Linked DNA regions of Xenopus tropicalis: region 2 is linked to region 1. A link is a contact called in public Hi-C data. All regions are on one chromosome and are shown on one strand. The core of a region is the stretch at or near the end of the contact, and the rest is flanking DNA. Distances in the headings are between cores, read along the strand shown. Region 1 holds the start of efcab10 (EF-hand calcium-binding domain-containing protein 10). Region 2 holds the start of kmt2e (inactive histone-lysine N-methyltransferase 2E).

Evidence for each region. Hi-C and Micro-C count contacts between places; a contact is called where the count stands out from the background.
Region 2: a contact with region 1 is called in a Hi-C map of gastrula embryo, with 1.9 times the contacts expected there. The contact joins the promoter of kmt2e here to the promoter of efcab10 in region 1. A contact is called at or near these places in 2 of 5 Hi-C or Micro-C datasets (gastrula embryo and neurula embryo).

Annotation. Positions count from the first base shown.
Region 1 is chr3:77,071,607-77,075,861 of UCB_Xtro_10.0, forward strand. It overlaps efcab10 (EF-hand calcium-binding domain-containing protein 10), which reads left to right and starts at 2,515. Exons shown (of 5, transcript XM_004913015.4): 1 at 2,515-2,532; 2 at 3,213-3,370. The coding sequence starts at 3,268.
Region 2 is chr3:77,321,045-77,325,283 of UCB_Xtro_10.0, forward strand. It overlaps kmt2e (inactive histone-lysine N-methyltransferase 2E), which reads right to left and starts at 1,914. Exons shown (of 24, transcript XM_018092321.2): 1 at 1-1,914.

The sequences.
Region 1 (4,255 bases), core at 1,265-3,764:
GGCAAATGTCAGTGAAGTGATTAAAGAGGGGGCAATGCTGCTAAAACTAAAAATTTTCCTGGAAGGCTTTACTTTTCCTTTTAATAAAAATGTTTACAATATATTCACAAAAAAAAATTATTATTGCCTCACTGATTAAGCTAAAACTAGCATAATCATGCAAATGTGAGGTAAAAACTTTTTATATATAAGATATTAATTAAACTTTTTTTAATCAGTGTTTTACTTGTTTATAAAATGTTAATGAGGCTCCTTCATACAATGTTGCCAAGCAGATCCTTCTTTTTTACAAATTCAGGTCATTGACAGGGTTTTCCCCAATGAAAGACTTTTATGCCTTGAAGTAAAATGGATTTTTATTTTGAATACTCGCCATCCAAAGGGCCTGAATTCTATTTTTGATATTAGTTGCTATGTTTAGAATGTGACTTTTTGTTGATTTTTGTATAAATTTTGATCTGTTTAATCAATGTTATTATTACTTTCGTTATATTTATGTGTATTATTAAGAGGTTTGCTATGAATCTCTCAACTCGATTTATTTTTCCGGGTTTTACTTTTCCTGGTGTTCTTTATCCGATTAACTGTGGGTGTGGTTTATCCATGTCCATTACAGGTCTGTCACTATTTAAATGTTTTGAGTTCAGTGTATGTTCTGCCTATGATTAAGTGCGCAAGTGCACGAAACGCATCACGCATTCTGATTTTAATGGAATAATAAAGATCGAGTTTTAGTGAACCTCCTGTGTCCGGTGTGTTTGGAGCCTCTTCGTCTAGAAAACTATAGCAACCAGTTAGATGCTTGTTTTTAAACATGACCAGGAAATGCTCAGTGCTGCAGAATATGTTGGCACTTTATAAATAAATGTTAATGTAAAATGCTCATTGGTTGCTATGGGTTGGAAGTAGTCTGGGGAGGGTTTAATTCTCCTTTACACTAATAAAAAAAAAGAGATTTTTCTGATGCAAAGAGGCTTCTAGCAACCAATAATTTACACCAACTATGACAGGTGATCTTGTGGAGCAAATTACAAAGGATATGGGTTATAAAGATTCCTGCCCTCTGTAGCAATTTGTAAAATGTGGGACAGCTTTTTAGTCTTGATAGATGCAGGAATATGATCAAAGGATAGTCGCTTAAATATTAAAATAATTATATTCTAGTTCCACATAAACACTGAAGTTCAATGTAATTTCGACCTGGCCATTGAGAAACAAAGGTGTACATTTAAAATGCGCTGCTCTATTTTACTTCACCATAGGAGAAACTCATTCCAACTCGTTATATAGTTTGCTGCAAAAATGATAGTTCTACCATTTCTGCAAAATACTGCTTTTTGTTTATATGCTCCATTGGGTTCAAATCATAACCATATATTACAGACAAGGTGCATTTATTACAGGTTGCATTGTAAGCTTCCTCAAGCAATAATTGAAATAGTTCTTTGACACTTTACATCCTATGTGAAAACCCACCAAAATGTCTAAAATTGCATTATATATACTGAAAGATTTGTTGTCACAAAGCCCAAAACTGCCCTATTGGCCCTAATGGAAACATTACAAATGTATTTAGGCTTGTGCTTTCATGCCGTTCTCTCACTCAGCAGAGTGTGACATTGTTTTTAATCAGTAAGCAGATTGGCACTCATCCCATATTACCATACAGGTGCTTACTGTGAAATATTCATATATTTGAATATATTTAGAGCAGTAAATGGACCAGCACTCATATTTCTTTACTCTTTTAATTAAAAAATAAGTGTACCACATATTGTTAGTGTGCAATGTTTTTGTTCTCAAGAGGACCTTTATCAAGGATATTAGTCAATAACTATACACATACACATTAAATACCCACAACTGAAGTTAAAACGGCGCCAAATTGACGTCAAACGTGTCCTTCAATTACCTATTCAAATTCCTTCTATTCAATTTCCATTCAAAATCTGAAAGTGCAATACCCATATTTCACCAATAGATGTCCTCCATTACAAATTAGTATCGCATCTCTATACCTGACAGCAACACCGAGACCCATTCTTTGGCTTCCGGAAGGACGGACGCATCTTATCCTGGAACAGTCCTGCTCTCCCCCGCCAGTTAAGCCATACCTCCCAACCGTTCCGCTTTCAGCAGGACAGTCCCGATATTTATGGCACTTCCCGCTGTCCCGGATTCACTGTTAGATGTCCCGCTTCTCAGCTTTGCCATTTAATTGATTGCTGTGCCTGCTCTGGGGAATAAAGCCCGCCCCTTTAACTCTTCAATCTCCCCTGCTACACTCAAGCTCACAGCCTTACCTTGATGTTTAATTGTCCTGGGAGGAGAATTTGTGAGAGGCAAGGGTTAACTATTGGCATTGGCTGCATTCCTCTCCTGCTCAGTGGGTCAGGGGCTGAGGGTGCCTCTGTCTTTTATCAGGCAGAAGAGGCTGCTTTTATTTGTGTGCTGGGCAGTTTCACCTTTCCACCCCTAACATATATCTCTCACTCCTGGGGATCTCTGGCAGAGCACAGCATGCAGGGGAAGGTATCCCTCATTCATAAAATATAGCAGACATTTTAAAGGGGCCCTTATAAGTCTGGGAACCTTAGGCATTGTTAATATGGCTAGAAATTCTAGTGGTACATTAATTTTGTTTTGCTTTCAACTGATTAAGAATGGAAGGAAATAACATAAATTTATGTACCACTGGAATTGGCCCTATTTATAACTTTAGAAAATGCACAGAACTGTTGGCATGTCTGAAGTTGATATGCCCTTTATCAGTTTCATTTATTAATTTTACTGGCATGCCTGGGGTTAATATGCCCTTTATCAATTTAATGTAGTCATACTGGCACCTTTGAAGTTAATATGTCTTTTATTCTTTTTATTTAGTGATTATACTGCCACATCTGGGGCATGTAAACTGGGTGTGGCATGTGGGGCATGGTTATAAGGCAGGCATGGCGAAAACATTTTTGCCGCACTACCAGCGTCCTATATTTTTGTCCCTCTTTCTCTTGATGAAATGTTGGGAGGTATGGTTAAGCTGATATTTGTTCTTTTTTATAGATCGGCTGCTCTTGCTGGTATCTTATATAATTTACATTTGTTGGTATTGTGACTAGGTTTGCAAGTAACTTACCAACATAATTGAGTAATATTGTTTTGTTGTTGTTATTGTATTGGCAATGGATAATAAAGTTTTGTGTTCAAACCTGAAGCTTGATTGGTTAGGAGCCTGTCTCTTAGCAACTGAGAAACACTGTGAGGTTAGGGATGGCGGCTGTACTGGAGATGGAAGCCGAGGAGTATTTGCAGGAGAATCGCATCCCTGAGCTGATAAACAACCTGACCAGTCTTCTACTCTATCATCGGCCTGGTAAGCATTGCTCTCAGCGGCTCCACGGCATCACTTCTTTCCTCCCACCGCAAACTATCTTCCTGCCTGCTTCATTCCCCTCTACACCCTGCTTCTCACTATTGATCATTACACCTCAGATCGGGGAAGGAGGAGGGTGCAGAGAGAGACGAAGCAGGCAGGAAGGTAGTTTGCGGTGGCCCAAAGGGGAACGGGGGCTTGATAGGAAATAGAGGTCAGATAAAGTTAAAGAGGACCTGTCAGTTTTTTCTCCACACACACACGGATCGGTTGTTTGCTCACTCCCCCAACCCCCCTCCGTAACTACTGCTCTGTGATGTGAAAGGTGCACAAAATGCTTTCACATCACGCTTTACAATTCAGTTTAGAAGGATGAACGGAGCAGTAGTAACGGAGGGGGGGTTGGGGGAGTGAGCAAACAGCCGAGCCGTGTGTGTATACTAAATTCCAAGCCCCTTCAGGGGGGGTGGAGAGGAGAGTGAGAAAAGAACCGAGCGGGGGTGGGGGCTGCTGTATTAGTTACAGCCATGCAAAAAAGATAAAGGTATGTAATTATCATTAACACTTAAAATACATTCCTTAAGTAAAATGAAAAGTGACAAAGTACAAAAGTATTCGCTCTATTTTGGGGGACCCAGCATGAAAGTGATGGAGCTTGGATAGAGGGTAGGACTAACAACAGTGTAAGATCAGCCTAGGACACCATGAGGCTACTGCCCTTCCCTGTATTTGGAATCGCTCAGTCTCAGTAATTGTGAGGAACAGGTTACACTGGTTACCCAGGTCCCCCTCTCCCCTCCTTTGTTAGGCTCAATTATTTTTGTAGGTTTTTATTAGTGGTTAACACTAATAACAGCTTTGCTAGAAAGGAGAGAAAGTAGAAAA
Region 2 (4,239 bases), core at 664-3,163, 250 kb after region 1:
CCCCCTAATGGAACAGGTTTGGTACGGCCGTACTGAACAATACACAATTACGGGAAGCGTTCCCACTGACAACTACTTTGGCGACTGGAAAATCAGGCGTCAGTAGCAGTAACCGGGACCGTTAACGAGATTTTAAGGACGAATTATCAGTAAAGAATCAATGTAGATGCAACGCAGAAGCTTACAGAAAATAAAACGATAATTTCTACGTGCAAAGATGGTAGGAGAAAAAAAGTAAATAAAATAAAAAACGAAAAAAACGTTGTTCTCTGCGCCCGTGGTAGTAGAACCCCAATGTGTACAAACCCCGCTCCTCCCGTGTTTCAGCCTACGCTGGCTCTATGTCACTGCCTCTCTCTGGAAAATGGCGTCCGCTAATAGCACAGGGCTCCATAGCCTAACTGTCAGGGGCTGGAAACAGAGCCACTGCGGGCATGAAAAACTAGTAGCTAAGGTCTTTGCCCATAGTTAATATGGTGAAGTTACGATAACAGCCGTCGCCATTTTGCGTGTGGGCAAAACCGTACCCTGCTATTTCCACGCCTATCCCACTTTTACAATGTAAAGGGTGGCCCTGTGGTCGCCATTTTGTATGATGGCGAATGCTTGCAGAGTGCACAGTGGCTGTAGACTTGCGATTTACTGCAAGCGTGGGATCTTCTTGTATGCGAAAAAGGGAAAGTTTTAATATCGATTTGTGAAACGTACAGTATAACACCCACACGCTGGGCAAGAAATTCAGACTGGGTTGGTGTCATCTAAAGCCTGAATGTCCAATTTGGGGCCCTGAAGCCAACAAATTCCAAGATTCCAACAAATCCAAAGATGCTGGGGTTATTTTTTAGAAATCCATTTAAGGTGGGCTTTTTGAACTAGTCGTATTCAAATATCTTGTTTAGTTGTGTGACAGATTAAGAGACATACAATGTTGTTTCAGTAATAAAAGGGAACTTTTATCTTCAAATGTATAGTCGCAACACAGCAGTAAAGCTCGCTTTTCGTTATCCAATCTCTGGTAACAAATGAACATGGAGGAGGGGGAAGTCTTAGCTAGAATAACTCGCGGAAATGTTATTGGTAATATGAAGGCGTTTCCTTGCTGAGGTCTGCGTTTATTACCATGGTATTTACTGGCTTGGTAGTGTCTCTTATATCGGGGTTTCCCAGACAGTGGTTGCAGGGGCTGTGACATCCTGCGCAAGCTCGTATCGGCTCATAAAAGGCTGCTGACTACTCCCACCTTGTTTCCATGGAAGGAGAACTCAGTGACTGGAGGAGAAGCCGTAATACTTCACTTACAATGTCGCGTGAATGCTGTACTTTTTTTAAGCAAAATTGTACTACAGCCATACCTCTTTACAGAGTCTTACAGAAAACGATCTCGGATGGTGAATGGACAGATGGTGCACTAAGTATTTTTATTTGTGTTTTAATTCGCAATGACAGACGGCTTTTTCCTACTTTTATTTTTTTAAAATATATGTAACGTAGTCTTTGTATGTTGATCTTATTGTCTTTGTATTGGAAGTTTGTAATGGCGACGGACGCCCTTTCAGCTTCCTGTCACAGTAGTGCGTTATTGCTTGTTGAGGGGGCGGGTTATTTATGTAAGCCAATAGCTGCGCGACTAAGGATTCCCTTTTGTGTGCTGATTGGATGCCCGTGACATCATGCTGCAGCAGGTGGGTGGTTCAGGAGCTGCCTGGGGATGCGGGTGCGGAGGGAGAACTCGTCGCCATTATGTCTGAGTTCGAAGCATCGCTAGAAGAGAGCTTTTCTTTCTTTAAGTTACATTAAATAGTGATTTTGGCGGGGAGGTGTTTCCCTTAATGACAACGAATTACTGGAATGCAGCGTAGATTTGTTGTAGACCGTTGGAATAGACAGCTTTTTATTTTTAAATGCGTCATTTCAAAATGGCGCCGTGAAAGGAGTAGATAATTTGCACGTCCTCTTTGAATCATGTGACTGTGTTGCTTAGCAATATGCTTGGCTCAGTACCAACTAGGCAGACGGATGTGGAAAGGGGGAGGAAGTCCCAGAGCTAGATGGGGGAGGTTAGACTGGGCTACAGTTCATTTCACAGAGCCTTCCTATTGACATTTAAGCCCATTGTGTACTGACCTTCGTCTTTGTGAGACCCAGTCTAAAGTAGTCTTTTGCGTTAATGAATCCGTTTTCTTAATAAAGTGAAGTCATGGAAGAACTAGAAAGGTTAGGGTGTGGTGGAAATCAACCTGAAATTGTGTAAGAAGCAATGCAGGGACTTTTTAGGACTGTGTAACCATGTAGTGTTTGTATGATTAATTTTGAAAGAAAAACTTGAGTAATTTGCATGTATAGAAATTACTGGCAGTTTATATATTTCACCTAACAAGTCATCTTTAGTTAAGTATACAGATGAAAAAGTCTTTGATTGTCGCAGGCGACTAATCCCACTGGCTAGAATGTAAAACGCCGGTGGGATTGCCTTTGTAGGGAGATTAGTCACCCGCGGCAACAGAGATTTGTTGTGGCGCGACTAATCTGCCCTAACTGGAGAACCACTAGAAAGTTTCTCAGATATTGAATTTGGCCATACATTGAAATATCCCCTTGTTTGGTCATCTTTCTGCAATATGGCCACATTGAGATGGGCAGTATCAGATCACAATGGCGTGGATACAGGCCGTCAGTGAGGACCACCTTAACAAGCCAATGCAGTCATTATGCAGAGAATTTTAAACCTGTCCAAACATACTTGTGAGGATGGATGGATTAGCCACCTGCCATAGATTTCTGCTACTGCAGTGACTAATTGCTTTGAAATGCCTTTCCTACTGCAACAATAGGAGTCACCAGTGGAAAGGCCTACGCATAGATATGTCCCATGCATGCGCATAATAAGCAAGCTCATTATGTGCAAGCGAAGTAAATAGGGCCACCCACCCTGTAATTGCTTCCCCCACCTGAGGTGCGGGCTACATAAGTAGAGTAATCCTAGGTTAAACTCACTGAAATGCTAGTTTTTTTTTTTTAATTTTTGTTAGTTTTCTTGTGATGGGTAACATCTTCTGTTCCTTCTGGCATAAAGCATGGCAGCTTCTCCAAGATGAGGTCTTTTCCTTGCTCCATGCTATTTATTTCTTGTGCTTGACTGATGTTTGCTACATCTTGTGACTTTTCTTGTGAACTGTGCATCAAATTTTGCAGATCCAACGTCTCCTCACTGCATGTAATATTTGTTAGCGCATGTTTCGCCAGTCTGAAGGCTAGGCAGAAGCAATGCAGTGGACAGTGATAATGGTGGCTGTGAATGTTTAATTTTTGGTATCATCTATATATTAATATGCCTTTTTATTGAGTTTTGGACTAAAATACATATAGCTTTTCAAGACACCATACTGGGAATGAGGTAAACCATATGTTTCCAGAAGTAAAGAACAGCAAGGTTGAAAGGATTTAGACAAGAGATGGCAGTAGGTGTGGGTAGTGTAAAAAGATGGCGCATATAAGATGGCTGGGAACATACCGTGACACAAGTGAAGAAATATAGTGAGGAGAGCAGAGGAGTGAAGGGTTTTGAAAAAGTATTTTATGTTATCCTTTGCTTAACAGGCAGCCATGATAAAGATTTTTTTGGGGGGCTGAACATCTGCTTCCTGATTTCAGAGAGAATAAGAGTTTAAGGTGGATTGCAAGGGAGAGAGGTGGGAATCTAAACAGCATAGGATGAGGGCATGGATTAGTGTTTTAGCAGTATCTTGGCAATACTGCGGAGAAAAAAGTGTCAGGTTTGGCTAGTTAAAACAGCACTGATTTAATTCTTTGTAGAACTAAACTACACAGGAGGTCTGGTAGGATGTTGGGATATTAGAATAACAGCAGCACAGTCCTCTAAAATCATTAGTCTTTATTTGCTCTGTTAAAGGAGAAGGAAAGGCAAAGTCACTTGGGGGGTGCCAAAATGTTAGGCACCCCCAAGTGACTTTAACCGCTTACCTTGTCCCCCTGGCTGGTGCCCCTGTTTGCAGAAAACAACACCAGCCCGGGGTACCTGGAGCGGATCGCTTCCTGCTTCCGTTGGCTGAAATGCCAGCGGTCGTCGCATGCGCGGTAGAGTGCGACTTTAATATTTAAGTTCGGCTTTTCACTCTACTGCGCATGCGCGCGCGTGCGTGCAGCGAATAACAAAGGAGGAAGCGATTGCTGCTACCCCGGGCTGGTGCTGTTTTCTGCGAACAGGGGCACCAGCCCGGG